Linked DNA regions of Mus musculus: regions 1, 3 and 4 are each linked to region 2. The links are chromatin contacts, called in public Hi-C, HiChIP or PLAC-seq and promoter capture Hi-C maps. All regions are on one chromosome and are shown on one strand. The core of a region is the stretch at or near the end of the contact, and the rest is flanking DNA. Distances in the headings are between cores, read along the strand shown. Region 1 holds the start of Picalm (phosphatidylinositol binding clathrin assembly protein). Region 2 holds the start of Ctsc (cathepsin C). Region 3 holds the start of Tmem135 (transmembrane protein 135). Region 4 holds the start of Eed (embryonic ectoderm development).

Region 1 (2,792 bases), core at 12-2,511, 1.9 Mb before region 2:
ACTTCCCACAAAGCCTTCCCCACACCACACTGAATCCCTTTGTTTCTACTCCCCACAAGCGTAAATGGAATAAAAGCCGAGTAACTGGGCATAGTATTGAAAGAAGGAGGTGACAAGAAGTCAAAGGAACTTAACGGAAGCTAGAATGGCAAAGATGACCGAAAAGGTAGATAGAAAGGTAGAAAAGGAAACCACAAAGAAATGGGAGGAGGGGAAAAACACTTCAAGAGCTGAGAAGTGACAGAAATCTGGTCCCACCAAGCAGAGTTAGTACGGAAATACGAAAAAAAAAAAAAAAAAAAAAAAGAAAGGAAAGGGAATTTTAAAAAGCTAATGGAACAATGGGGCGGTGAGCCTGAGTCCTGGAGACATTAGCCGGGGAATCACTGAGCGGACGGCTGCTAGGAGGTACGGGACGGGTGGGATGGAAGGGCAAAAGGGGCTGCAGTAGCTGGGAGAGGAGTCTGAGTGAGGAGCTGGGTGGGAGGCAAGTTGGTGGAGCGCGATGGGCTTGGTGGTGCCGGGGGCTAGGAGGCGAGGGTCTCAGGGGATCTCTGGGGGCGCAATGGATTGTCACATTTTTTTTCTCTCTTTTGAGAGAAGAGCAGAGGCCGTTAAAGGCAGGTGTGATGGGAGCAGAAAAGAACACACAGCTCGACCAGGCACAGGAGCCATCGTGCAGATAAGACGCAGGGAGGGAAGAGGCAGCCCAAGAGAGAGAGGAGGACGATGGAGAGGGGTCGGGAGAGGATGCGGGGGGTCTTCACTCACAGTCCAGGTGCTTTTTCTTGGGGCCCATGATCTCGTGGGTCGTGGCCTTGCATACTGTCTTAGATACCGCGGAGCCAGTGACACTGTGCTGGGCCGCGGTGATTCGGTCCGTCAGGCTCTGGCCAGACATCTCTGCGGCTCGTCCGCCACCCCTTCCGCTCCGCAGCCGGCGGGGCCTGGGACCCCCAAGCGCCCGAGGGTCCCCACCCCCCACCGCACCCCCTACCCCCACCGGCTCCCCGCCCGCCTGCCGGCCTGGGGCGGGGCTCAGGGCCGCGCGCCGCCACCCGCTCCGAGAGCCCCGGCTCGCGTGTTCCCCCGGCGGGCTCCCACACCAAGTCGGGGCCACTCCCGGGTCCCGCGCCTCAGCCTCGGCCCACCCCTTCCCTGGTCAGCTGGAGCCCGACCGGGTAAGAGGGCCAGGCAGCTGCAGGAAAATGGCGGCGCCAGGCTCCTCCTCGGAGCTTTCCGGGCTGCCCCTAGGTCACGTGACTCGGGTTCCGCCCCCTGCTCGCTTCCTCCCGCCCCTTCTCCCTTCCCTTTCCTCTCCGGCGCGCCCCCCTCCCTCGCTCCGGCGAGGGAAGAGCGGGGCGGCGCCCGCGCGCTACGTGGTGGAACCCGCCCGGCGGGCGCAACAGGAGGCCCGCCCGCGGGGGACGGCGCGGCCCGCCGCGTCACGTGACGCGCCCTGCCAACAGGTCGCCCGAGGCAGGGCCCCGCGTGTCGTAGGGGGGCGGGGGGGAGGGGCGGCCCGCTGCGCCCCTCTTTCACCCCGGAGGCGAGGACGCCCGCCCTCGTGTCAGAGGCTGACGCCGTGGGCTTGACAAAGAGGTGAGGCAGCTGCTGCCTGTGCGTAGTTTTCACCCCGAACTGGAGGTGCCTGGGCTCCGGGGCTTCGCCTCGCTCAATTTGGCGCCGACCCCACGGCCCTCCTCCTGCCTTAAAGAAAACGGCTCCAGCCAGTCTCTTTCTGAGCCTACACACAGGCCTCTTCAAATGCACCCCGCTCTCCCTTTTAGTAACAGGGCTTTGGGGCTTTTTTTTTTTTTTTCACCCCCTCGTCTTCTTTGAGAGTGTTGGAAACGTCACCTAGTTTTGTTTATCTCGACTTACTAAGAGTCGCCACGTTCCTGCCAGTCTAAATTTAGATAGAAGCCAGCCCGGTATTCATTCTCTGCGGTGTCAAATACGACAGGAAACACATAGCTTCAGTGGAATTTGAAAAGGGAAGTAGTAGGGTGATGTCAACAGTGATTAACTTGACCCTACAAGGCTGACAACCAGCGAGATTAAAGGTCCACACCATAGAAGGAAGTGAGACAGCTCGGTAAAAGGAGAAGTCCCATTCAGAGTCAGACATCAGTACCTGCGATCTCCCCTGGTTTAGCCTTTCTTCCCTTTGGCCTCTTTTCTCCTCTTGTGTGAGCCAGATTTCCATGGAAAGATATTGACTCTGCCCTGTAGGCATTTTAGACCAGTATTACATCCCGAGACTTAGATCTATGAAATCCAGAAGATCTATGAACAAAGCCTTTTTAAATGTTACTAGTGCTCCACATTTAACTCAAGAGTTAGGGATAAATTTTAAATTCTCTGTGAATGTTAAGTTACCATCATGGTTCTATGTAATCTTGCTAGTTTCAAATGAGATTCGAGCGTACTCAAAATCTGTGTACACCATCTGCCAACCAAATCTAGAATATTGCGCTTAAATCTGTTAACTCTCAACGGATGAAAAGCTAATAGATGTTTAAAATTGTGTGTGGTATGAGGAATTCTGTGGTCTCTTCACATTCCCTTTCTATCTCACACGCCATTCTGAAGCACGGTGATTTTGGCAAGAACTCACAATTCTTATTAAGGCTGCAGGTTTCATTCTTGTCACACCAGCTTGAGAATTCACAAAACTGTAAAACTCCCTTTGGTGCATCTGCATTCCATTTGTAATTTGGTACCCTGTGTTTATCAGGCAGTGGAATGACCGGGAATTTTTGTTTGGTTGGTTTTTGTCTGTGGTGTGT
Region 2 (2,730 bases), core at 130-2,629:
AAGCAGTTTCCAAATAAACCTGAGATATAGATAGATAGATAGATAGATAGATAGATAGACAGACAGATAGGTAGATAGGTCCCTGATCTGGCTTGAATTAGCTCATTTTACCGTGAAGGAATAACTTATCAGAGACTTCATATGATAAGGCGATGCAAACCTTTTCTCTCCCTTCTGCCTCATCTCCATGCTCAAATTTAGAAAAGAAACAATTGTAGACACCACCCAGGATTAAGCTAAACCCAGTCACCTGGAATTTAGTAAATGACTCCTTGTTGGAGGCAGGGGAGGTGGGATATATGACAGCATTTATTCTACTCACAAGAAAACTACAGTTCAGAGTTGAGTTTCTCTGTGCAACTCTGACTGGGGAGACCATAAGTGTCACTCTTCTTATCTGTACTACTGTTTTCCTATATCCGAGGCACGTGGAATGCCCCAGTCTTCATTTACTACATACTCACTGAGAGCCAAGTGTTAGGCATTGCGTTTGCTTCCGTCATATCCAAACACTACTGTAAAATGTGACAAAAGAGACAGGAAAAAGCTTTTGTATATCTCTCGAAATTCCTTAAACAAGGCGTCCAGAAATGTCAAGGAAAGTAGCAGATAAAACAGGCCCAGTTTGAAGTGGTCTCTTCCCACTACCTCACAGGGAAAGAAGGAGCGCCCCCATTAGAAAGAAAAAGAAAAAAAAAAGAAAAAAAAAAAAAAAGAAAAAAAAAAAAAGGCTAACTCCTAGAGTCTGAGCTCAGCAGTCAAGACTCTGAATTTTAAAAACAAGAACCTGTCAGACCTGAGTGAAGGGTCAAGAAAGCAGTTCTCCACTCGCTTCTAAGAAATCAAAGCAAATAAAACAAGTAAAAAACCAGGGGCGCGTTTCCTTGAACATGAGTTGTGAGATAATCAGGAAAATAAGTGTAAAGTTAGAAGTTCTCAGCAGCTCAAATTCAACTTAGCGGCCCTGGCTCTGATCCCCCAAGGGGCCGTTCGTCAGCTCTTAACTCTCCAGTCACCCAGAAACGCCGGCCCCAAGGCAAGGACTCAGGGACAGAAAAGGACAACTCGGGACCCTGGGAAGCCGCTTACCCATCACCGAGCAGTTAATGTCGCTTCGGGAACTTCTAGGGCCCACCTGGAACACCCAGGTGCCCAGCAGATCAGGGTAGGTGCAGTTGGCAGGAGTGTCGGAGCGCACGGTGCAGACTCCCAAAAGCACCAGCAGCAGGACGGCGCGCAAGGAGTGGGTCCAGGGACCCATGCTGACGGCGCCCGCGGAGCAGATGGCAGAGAAAGCAAGTTCAACTGGAACACCACTCGATGGCAGTCAGGCGACCCTAGTGGCTCCCGCCTTAAAATACCCAAGAGCCCGGAAACCCAGGGTCCGCGGGGCGGGGTTACAGGGTGGTGAGAACAGAATGAGGTGGGGGAGGAGCGGCGAGGCTGTGAGGACGGGGGCGTGGAGTGACTGAGATGTAGGGAGGGACAGGGTGTGACTAGGTGAGGCAGCACGAGGTGGCCTGAGGAAGTTAGTTAGTGACAGTGTAGGGTGGGGACAGGCACCACTAGGAGGAAGAAGGAAAGTGGCCTTTGGGGACCTCTGCCTTTCAAGGAACGCCAAAGCTGAGAACTCTGTAGCGGTGTTTTGTAATGCCAGTGTGATTAAAATAGAATCTACCCTGTGCAATACAGGGTTGACAAGAGTCTTAAAGTCTACTGAGGCTAATTCTCTTTCTCTTGTTTTTGGTGCACTTTCCTGCATTTCTGACTCCGTGGAAAAACTTTACTAGCTAACCTAAGATAGTCTTGAGAATTTCTGTTCCATTTACCAAATCTAGCTTTTTATCTTCAGGGTTTTCTTTGGTTTCCGGTCTGCCTGTTTACCCGAAGATTTCAATTGTAGTGAACCTTTACAGGTTGGGTGAATCTGTTTTGTTTTCCCTCCCTGGAACTTTATTAGGATTAAGTTGAATGGGGTGGGGGTTGCGGGTGACTGGGGTGATCACATTGTGATCACATTGCTCAAGCCCTTCTGTTTTCAGAATGAAAGCAAGAATTAGAGAAAGAGGAAGTAGCTTGCTCAGGATGAAGTGGTCTTCTGAGCTCCTGTGTCAGGCTTTCCCAAGGGCGAGCTGAAGGGAGCATAGTTGAACCTTGCCTCCTCTGTCAGTCTTCTTGCCTGCAATTGTTAAGTAGTAATCTTTAGCGAAGCATCCTGCTCTTGTGAGAGCTGTTTTGAGTTGCCTGGCTGTTGTTGGCTGGGATCATGATCATTCTGAGCTAATCTGAGAATACAGAGATGAACCAGGCAGACTTGATGAGCCTCTTTGACCTAGTAGGCTTGTGCACTTTGTTTCTTTTTAAACCCCATCCCACAGATCACAGATATTTATGTGCAGACTTTTTTTTTTTTTTTTCCACTGAGTACATGCAGTCCGAGGAAGCAATGTGGTTGAAGAACAAACCACTTCTGTCTCTGAATTCTGCTTTAAAAACACTCAGGCTTCTAAGCCTGAAGGCACACTTTGATAGGGGTCCTTCTTGATAACTAAGGGGCTAGAGTGTTCTTTCATATGAAACTAGGCTACAAGAGCTAAATGGGGAGGAGCTGACACCTTCTAGATCTCAAAAGCCTTTATAGGATTAAGAATTGACATTGTATAATTAAGCTAGCATTTTCTTTTAAAGGCCCCATTACAGATAGCATCACTTTCCTAAATTTCTACAGTT
Region 3 (2,909 bases), core at 67-2,566, 1.1 Mb before region 2:
ATGCTATTAGTGTCTCTAGTATCTGTTTTGCCATTTTGTGCAGTGATATAACTATCAGCCTTTAGCTGCCATTTGCCCAAGCTGAAATGTTAGCTGACAGATTTGCATAGGCTTACCTAAAAGTTTCTATCTTTTTTTTTTTTTTTTTTTTTTTTTTTTTTTTTTTTTTTTTTTTACTTTTTGAAAAAGCTAAGGTCTTTTGATAGAGTCCTAGGCTGGTCTCAAATTCAATGCATAGCTCAGCCTGGCCTTGAACTCCAGACCTGTCTGTTTAGCCTTCCAAGTGCTAGGATTACAGATGTGTGCTGCCAGGCACAGCCTGAGAAGTTTTTCTTCCCTCTCCTTTCTCTGGCCCTTTTGGCTAGTGTGTGGATGTCATGTTAGTGAAGTGGTCATTTTATAAGCAGCACAGCAAACAGGTGATAGCTAGCAGGGTATTTAACATACATAAAATGTATACAGCTAGGCATCTTGCAGATAGTTTACACCTGTCTTATCTGTTACTTTTCTCACTTCTAGAACATTAGTTTCTTGGCAGCAGAAACACAGCTTTTCCACATCTGTCTGTCCAGGGTTTCAAACAGGGGCTGGAAAATCATATTAGTTTAGTAAATATTGTAGAAGGAACTGAATAAATATGAGAGAATGATCTAAAGGTAAAGCCTTTCTGCTTTAAAAAGTACAGAATTTACAAGTCCAAAGAAAGCAGGTTATTATACACAAGGGCTATATGGCAGGTGGATTGTCATGGCAATCAGTTTTAGATTAAGCTCTCTAGCCAGGCAGGAGTTCTATTGCACTGCAGCTGCCTCTGCTCTGTATGTTGCTTGGGTGATAAGCACTTGTGAAGGATTCTGTTGCTAGGACTCCATTAGGGGCTGGCAGGTCTCTCTACTGTCTCTTTCCATATAGCATGCATTTAAACACATCTAAATTAGTATTTTCAAGACTTCACAGGCACAATAGAGCTTAGGAGGTTGAGCAAGTAGCAAGAATGTTGAAGGTTGTGTTGCAACCGCAGATAGTCTTAGGTGAACCAATGGGACGAGGGACAACAGTGGTGCAAGTGCCTCCATCTCCCAGCAAAGACACAGAATCCTTTTGTTCCACTACCCTCTGCTCTTTTTGGCCAGGCTTTGACAGGACAAGGGCTGAGCTATATAGCCCGACCCAGGCGGGATCCACCATCACGCTCCCGGTTGTGCTTCTCTGAGTCGTGCTCCTATTCGGAGGGTGAAGGTGCTCGCTTCCTTTGCCCGTCCGGAGCCCGCCCATCCGCGGGAGCGCGCATGCGCCTCCCCTCCCCGCCTCCGTCGTGCGCGCCCCGCCCCCTCGCGCTGCCATACGCGGACGGCCAACATCCGAGGACTCCGGCCTTGAGTAACCTGCTCCCGTGACCTTTTCGCACCCCGCACGCCGAGGCCCGCGCGGCGCCCGCCTCGCCCTTGCGTGTCTGCCGCCCCTGCCGAACCCTGCGTTCCCCTGACCACGCGCAGCTGCCACCGCCACTCGTCATGGCGGCCCTCAGCAAGTCCATCCCTCATAACTGCTACGAGATCGGCCACACTTGGCACCCCTCCTGCAGGGTCTCCTTCCTGCAGATCACTTGGGGCGCCCTGGAGGAGTCCCTCAGGATCTACGCACCCCTGTACCTGGTGAGCAGGGCTGGCGCTGGTGCAGGTGCAGGGCCTCCCGGGGCTCGTTGCTTCTAGGTCAGCTTTAGGGGTGGTGAGAGGCCTGGGGGGAGTCCTAGGCGGAAGGAGGGGGAGGGGACCCCGATGGTGAACTGTCACTGGACACCTGTTGCTAGGATGGGGATGTGCTCTGGACAGGTAGGGTCAAGTGCCTTACACTTGATCGCTCTGAGAACCTGGATTCAGAGACTCTGTGATGGAGAGATGTTGGAGCTGTGTATATATTTAGTCAATGCATGCACACAGTGTCCCCTCAGCCCACTTTACCACTCTCCGGCCCCATTTTCATATGAAAAAGGGTGTTCTGTACACCCCCCCACCCCCACCCCAAGCCTGCTTAGTCACAGATTTTGTCCTTGTTTGAGATGACAGAGATGCCACTTGACGGTTTGTTCTTTCGTAAGTTCCCAGAGTAGATTCCTGGTTTGAGATTTTGTGCGGTGATTTCGTTGAAGGTGTTTTAGTGGCGTGTTGCTGAGGTCATTTTCTTATACAGATTTACAAGTAGGGAAGCTTAGAGAGAGTATCTGGAAACCTACCAGTAACATCGAGAACTGATAAAGATATCTTCTCCTAGTGAGTGCCACTGTGTGGGAGAAAATTCCCACATCCTGGCACTGAAGATGTGCTATTTGGCTACTGAAGTTCATTGTCATTTTCCCATTTGTCTGTATGCTGAGAAGGTAGACATCATTTTTGTATGTTTTGTATGTTTCCTAAAAGTTCGTTCAATACTCAATGAGTGATCCATTCTTATTTCTCATTGAGGTAGTAATTTGGGCTGATGACATCTTTGACAGTATGATTATGTTTGTAACTTAATGGAGAAGTCTAATTTGTAATTATAGACAGAACACAGGAAAAGACAGTGACTCCCTGAGAGGTTGCAGAAGCCAAGTTCCCTTTTCATGATGTAAACTGGTGCTTCCCCACTTTAATGTATTTTAAGGAAACCCCAGGGATCATGTTAGAATGGGATTTCTGATTCAGTAGGTCTTGGTGGGGGCTAGAGAGTACATTTCTGATAAAATCTAACGTAGTGTAGACACTGGGGAATACCAGCCTTGTTAAGTGAAGATCTAGAGCATTGACCAATATAGACGTTTATCTGTATCTATATACATACATTCCCTAAAGACTGTTGTTACTGGCTTTTCTATATGAATGCTGGCCAGCCATTGTTTTATATTTGTTACTATGTTATTATTATTTTGG
Region 4 (2,831 bases), core at 303-2,802, 1.7 Mb before region 2:
TAAGTGGGTGCCCAGCAAATGTCTTGTCTGTTTCTACCTCTTCATTTCACAAATGACAAATGACAATATAGAAACAATTCTGTCCTATAATTTCTACCTCTTCATTTCACAAATGACAAATGACAATATAGAAACAATTCTGTCCTATAATTGAGGAGAGGAAGTTCTTCATTCAGACATTCCCATGGCTTAACAATACACCCACCAAATCCACAAGGCTCACAAATTTATTATTTGTCTGTCAAGATTGTACCTGAGGGGACAAGTGAGCTGGCTCAGTGGTTAAGGCTGGCTACAGGCTGGCTACAGGCTGGCTACAGACTGGCTACAGGCTGGCTCGCAAACGTTAGTGACTCCAGTCCCAGGGATCCAACATCCTCTGACTTTGTGTACCAGTACAGACATGTGGGGCACAGACATACACACACTCATACACACATTTTTTTTAATCTAAAAATGAAAAATTAAAGAGTTTTTAATGATACGGGCAAATTTAGTTACCTTTCCCTATATTAAAAAATTGCCTTTTACCTAAGTCTCACAAACTCATGCAGTTGCTCACAGTGACTTATAGGTCTTGTCAGTTTCCTAGAGCCTCAGCTTTCAACAGCTAAAACGAACACTTAAGACTATGAATTATGACAATTCAGAACCATGTAATTTTTATTTATTTATTTTTGGAAAGAGGGTCTATAACGAAGCCCAGGCTGTCCTGGAACTCCTCGTGTAGACCAAACCAGTGTGTAGCTCTAACACACTGCAATCGACCTGCCTCTGACACCCTAGTGCTGGAATAAAAGGCATGCCCCCATACTCTGTCCGATCCATACAATTAAAAAAATTTTTTTTCAAACAGGTTTTTAGTAAATAGCCTTGATTGGCTCGGAACTTGCTATGTCGACCAGGATGATCTAAAGATTGAGGCGAGCAGGCAGTACTTCCGTTGTTGCCCTTCCGATGTTGGATTACTAGAATGTATCATGCATCACAAGGTATTTTTACTTAAGTCTAAATATGTAATTTAAAATACAGGCTTACTTAAGCCAATAGTGGCACCAACCGGTTGAATATAACCAATCATTGTAATAAGTATTTATTAGATAAAATATCTGCCCAGAACGGAGGCGTGTCCGTAGGCACTGATTTGGTACCGTTTTGAAATCCTCCCCGAAGCTTCAGAAACCGGTGGAAAGACTACCTGGTTCAGCAGACAGAACCGAGGGGAGGAGGGGCCAGGAGGCGGCCTGTCGTCTCCGTAACCCAGCGCGAGAATACGCCTCAGCGCATGCGCACCTGCAGGTGGGACCCGTCCATGTGCCCGATGGGGGAGGCGAGCAGGGAACAGCCTATAGATTTTGAATCTCTCCCTTCAAAAAAAGAATCTAGGCTGTGAGAAGTTCCGTAAACACTAACTCGAAGTTGTTCTCCCGAGCTCCGCATCAGGGACCGTAGACACAGACCCCCTAAAACAAGAGGTGACTTCTCTTTCCTCCCCCCTCCCTCGGGAGCAGTGGTGGGCCGATCCAGGCCACAGACTTTCGTTCGTTTGCAGCGGGTCGGAGATCGAAGGATTGAGCCAATTGCGGATGAAACGTCTTGGCCAGGAAGGGGGTGAGGGAGCAGCCCTTTGAGTTCCGCCTCGTCTCTAGGCGCTGGTGGGGAAGGGGGACGTAGGAAACCCCTGCCCTCTGAGCCAGCAGATCCGACGCCTCGGTGCAAAGTGTCGAGAGGGCGGCGGGAAAACCGCCCGCCCGGACCAAGGGACGGGAAGCAGCCGGGAAGCCGTGCGGGAGGGCGCGCGCGTGCGCGCCCCTTTTTCAGCAGTGTGGCGGGGTCGCACGCACGCCCGCCTCGGCGGCTGGGCGCGATTTGCGACAGTGGGGGGGGCGGCGGCGGTGGCGGCGCCGGCAGCTTTGCGGCAGGCTCGGGCCGGGCGTGCTTGACGGCGGTGTGGCGGAGGCCCCGCCCGAGGCGGCAAGAACCTGGAGGGAGGCGGAGGAACATGTCCGAGAGGGAAGTGTCGACTGCGCCGGCGGGAACAGACATGCCCGCGGCCAAGAAGCAGAAGTTGAGCAGCGACGAGAACAGCAACCCGGACCTCTCGGGAGACGAAAATGTGAGTGCAGCCCCGCCTGTCCCGGGACTGTGGAGTAGAAGTTTCAGGTTCTTTGGTAACTGCGGTCGGGGCCGGCGGGCGGGCGGCCGTGGGGGGAGGGAAAGGTGTCACCCGCGCTCAGGAGAACGCAGGCGTGCGGGGAAGTCCGGTTTGGCTGGGGCTTTCGAGCTGGGACTGCGGCAGATAGCAAGCAGAAAGTTGTCGAGGAGCGGATTAAAGGTCCCAAAGGGTCTGCGAGGTCCGCTCAGATCGTCCCTGCGTGGGAGACGGAGTTTGTGCCTTTGGGGGCTTGACGCTGATTGCGAATCTGAGATTGTACTTACTGGTTTAAAAGGCATGCTCGAGGTAAGAGGTTCAGTTTTCCCCAGGAAAGTTGGTACGAAGGGTCCTCGTAAGGATCCGAGGGGCTGTGTCACTGTAGAGCACTACGGGATCTTCAGGATGGAAAGTATAGATCTCTGGCTTGGGTTTACGTGACCGTGCGGTTATGTATGCCCCTTTCCATGGAAGTGCGGTGTGCCTTCGTGTCGACTTTTTTGTGGAAGGAGTAGAATCGAGAAGATCGTAGAGGGGGAGCCACCTTTGATTAAGGCAAAGGAGGGAACAGTTTGAAAGTTTTTGCTTAATGTAAAGGGATTGGAAGATTTCAGGCCACCGTGGTAAATTCTGTACTTGAGCCAAGTGTGAAGATTAAGGGAAGTCGGTGCTTAGAGAA

The links. Hi-C and Micro-C count contacts between places; a contact is called where the count stands out from the background. HiChIP or PLAC-seq counts read pairs in DNA pulled down with a chosen protein or histone mark. Capture Hi-C pulls out chosen DNA fragments and counts their contacts.
Region 1: a Hi-C map of CD8 T cells shows a contact between it and region 2, with 4 times the contacts expected there. The contact joins the promoter of Picalm here to the promoter of Ctsc in region 2. A contact is called at or near these places in 2 of 39 promoter capture datasets (liver and pre-B cells), 1 of 484 Hi-C or Micro-C datasets (CD8 T cells), 1 of 115 datasets of contacts at active chromatin or transcription factors (thymic regulatory T cells) and 1 of 9 other capture datasets (liver).
Region 3: an H3K27ac HiChIP or PLAC-seq map of thymic regulatory T cells shows a contact between it and region 2, with 11 times the contacts expected there. The contact joins the promoter of Tmem135 here to the promoter of Ctsc in region 2. A contact is called at or near these places in 1 of 39 promoter capture datasets (embryonic stem cells) and 5 of 115 datasets of contacts at active chromatin or transcription factors (acute myeloid leukemia, large pre-B cells, microglia and 2 more).
Region 4: a promoter capture Hi-C map of liver shows a contact between it and region 2, with 2.9 times the contacts expected there. The contact joins the promoter of Eed here to the promoter of Ctsc in region 2. A contact is called at or near these places in 1 of 39 promoter capture datasets (liver) and 2 of 9 other capture datasets (adipose tissue and liver).

What each region holds. Positions count from the first base shown.
Region 1 is chr7:90,128,682-90,131,473 of GRCm38.p6, reverse strand. It overlaps Picalm (phosphatidylinositol binding clathrin assembly protein), which reads right to left and starts at 1,261. Exons shown (of 20, transcript NM_001360867.1): 1 at 772-1,261. The coding sequence starts at 901. 2310010J17Rik (RIKEN cDNA 2310010J17 gene) reads left to right here and starts at 1,538. Exons shown (of 3, transcript NR_046007.1): 1 at 1,538-1,602.
Region 2 is chr7:88,276,734-88,279,463 of GRCm38.p6, reverse strand. Ctsc (cathepsin C) reads right to left here and starts at 1,379. Exons shown (of 7, transcript NM_009982.5): 1 at 1,090-1,379. The coding sequence starts at 1,261.
Region 3 is chr7:89,337,194-89,340,102 of GRCm38.p6, reverse strand. It overlaps Tmem135 (transmembrane protein 135), which reads left to right and starts at 1,316. Exons shown (of 15, transcript NM_028343.5): 1 at 1,316-1,655. The coding sequence starts at 1,515.
Region 4 is chr7:89,979,697-89,982,527 of GRCm38.p6, reverse strand. It overlaps Eed (embryonic ectoderm development), which reads left to right and starts at 1,552. Exons shown (of 12, transcript NM_021876.3): 1 at 1,552-2,116. The coding sequence starts at 2,003. RefSeq lists cis regulatory regions at 1,075-1,082, 1,278-1,285, an enhancer at 1,257-1,293 and a promoter at 1-1,716.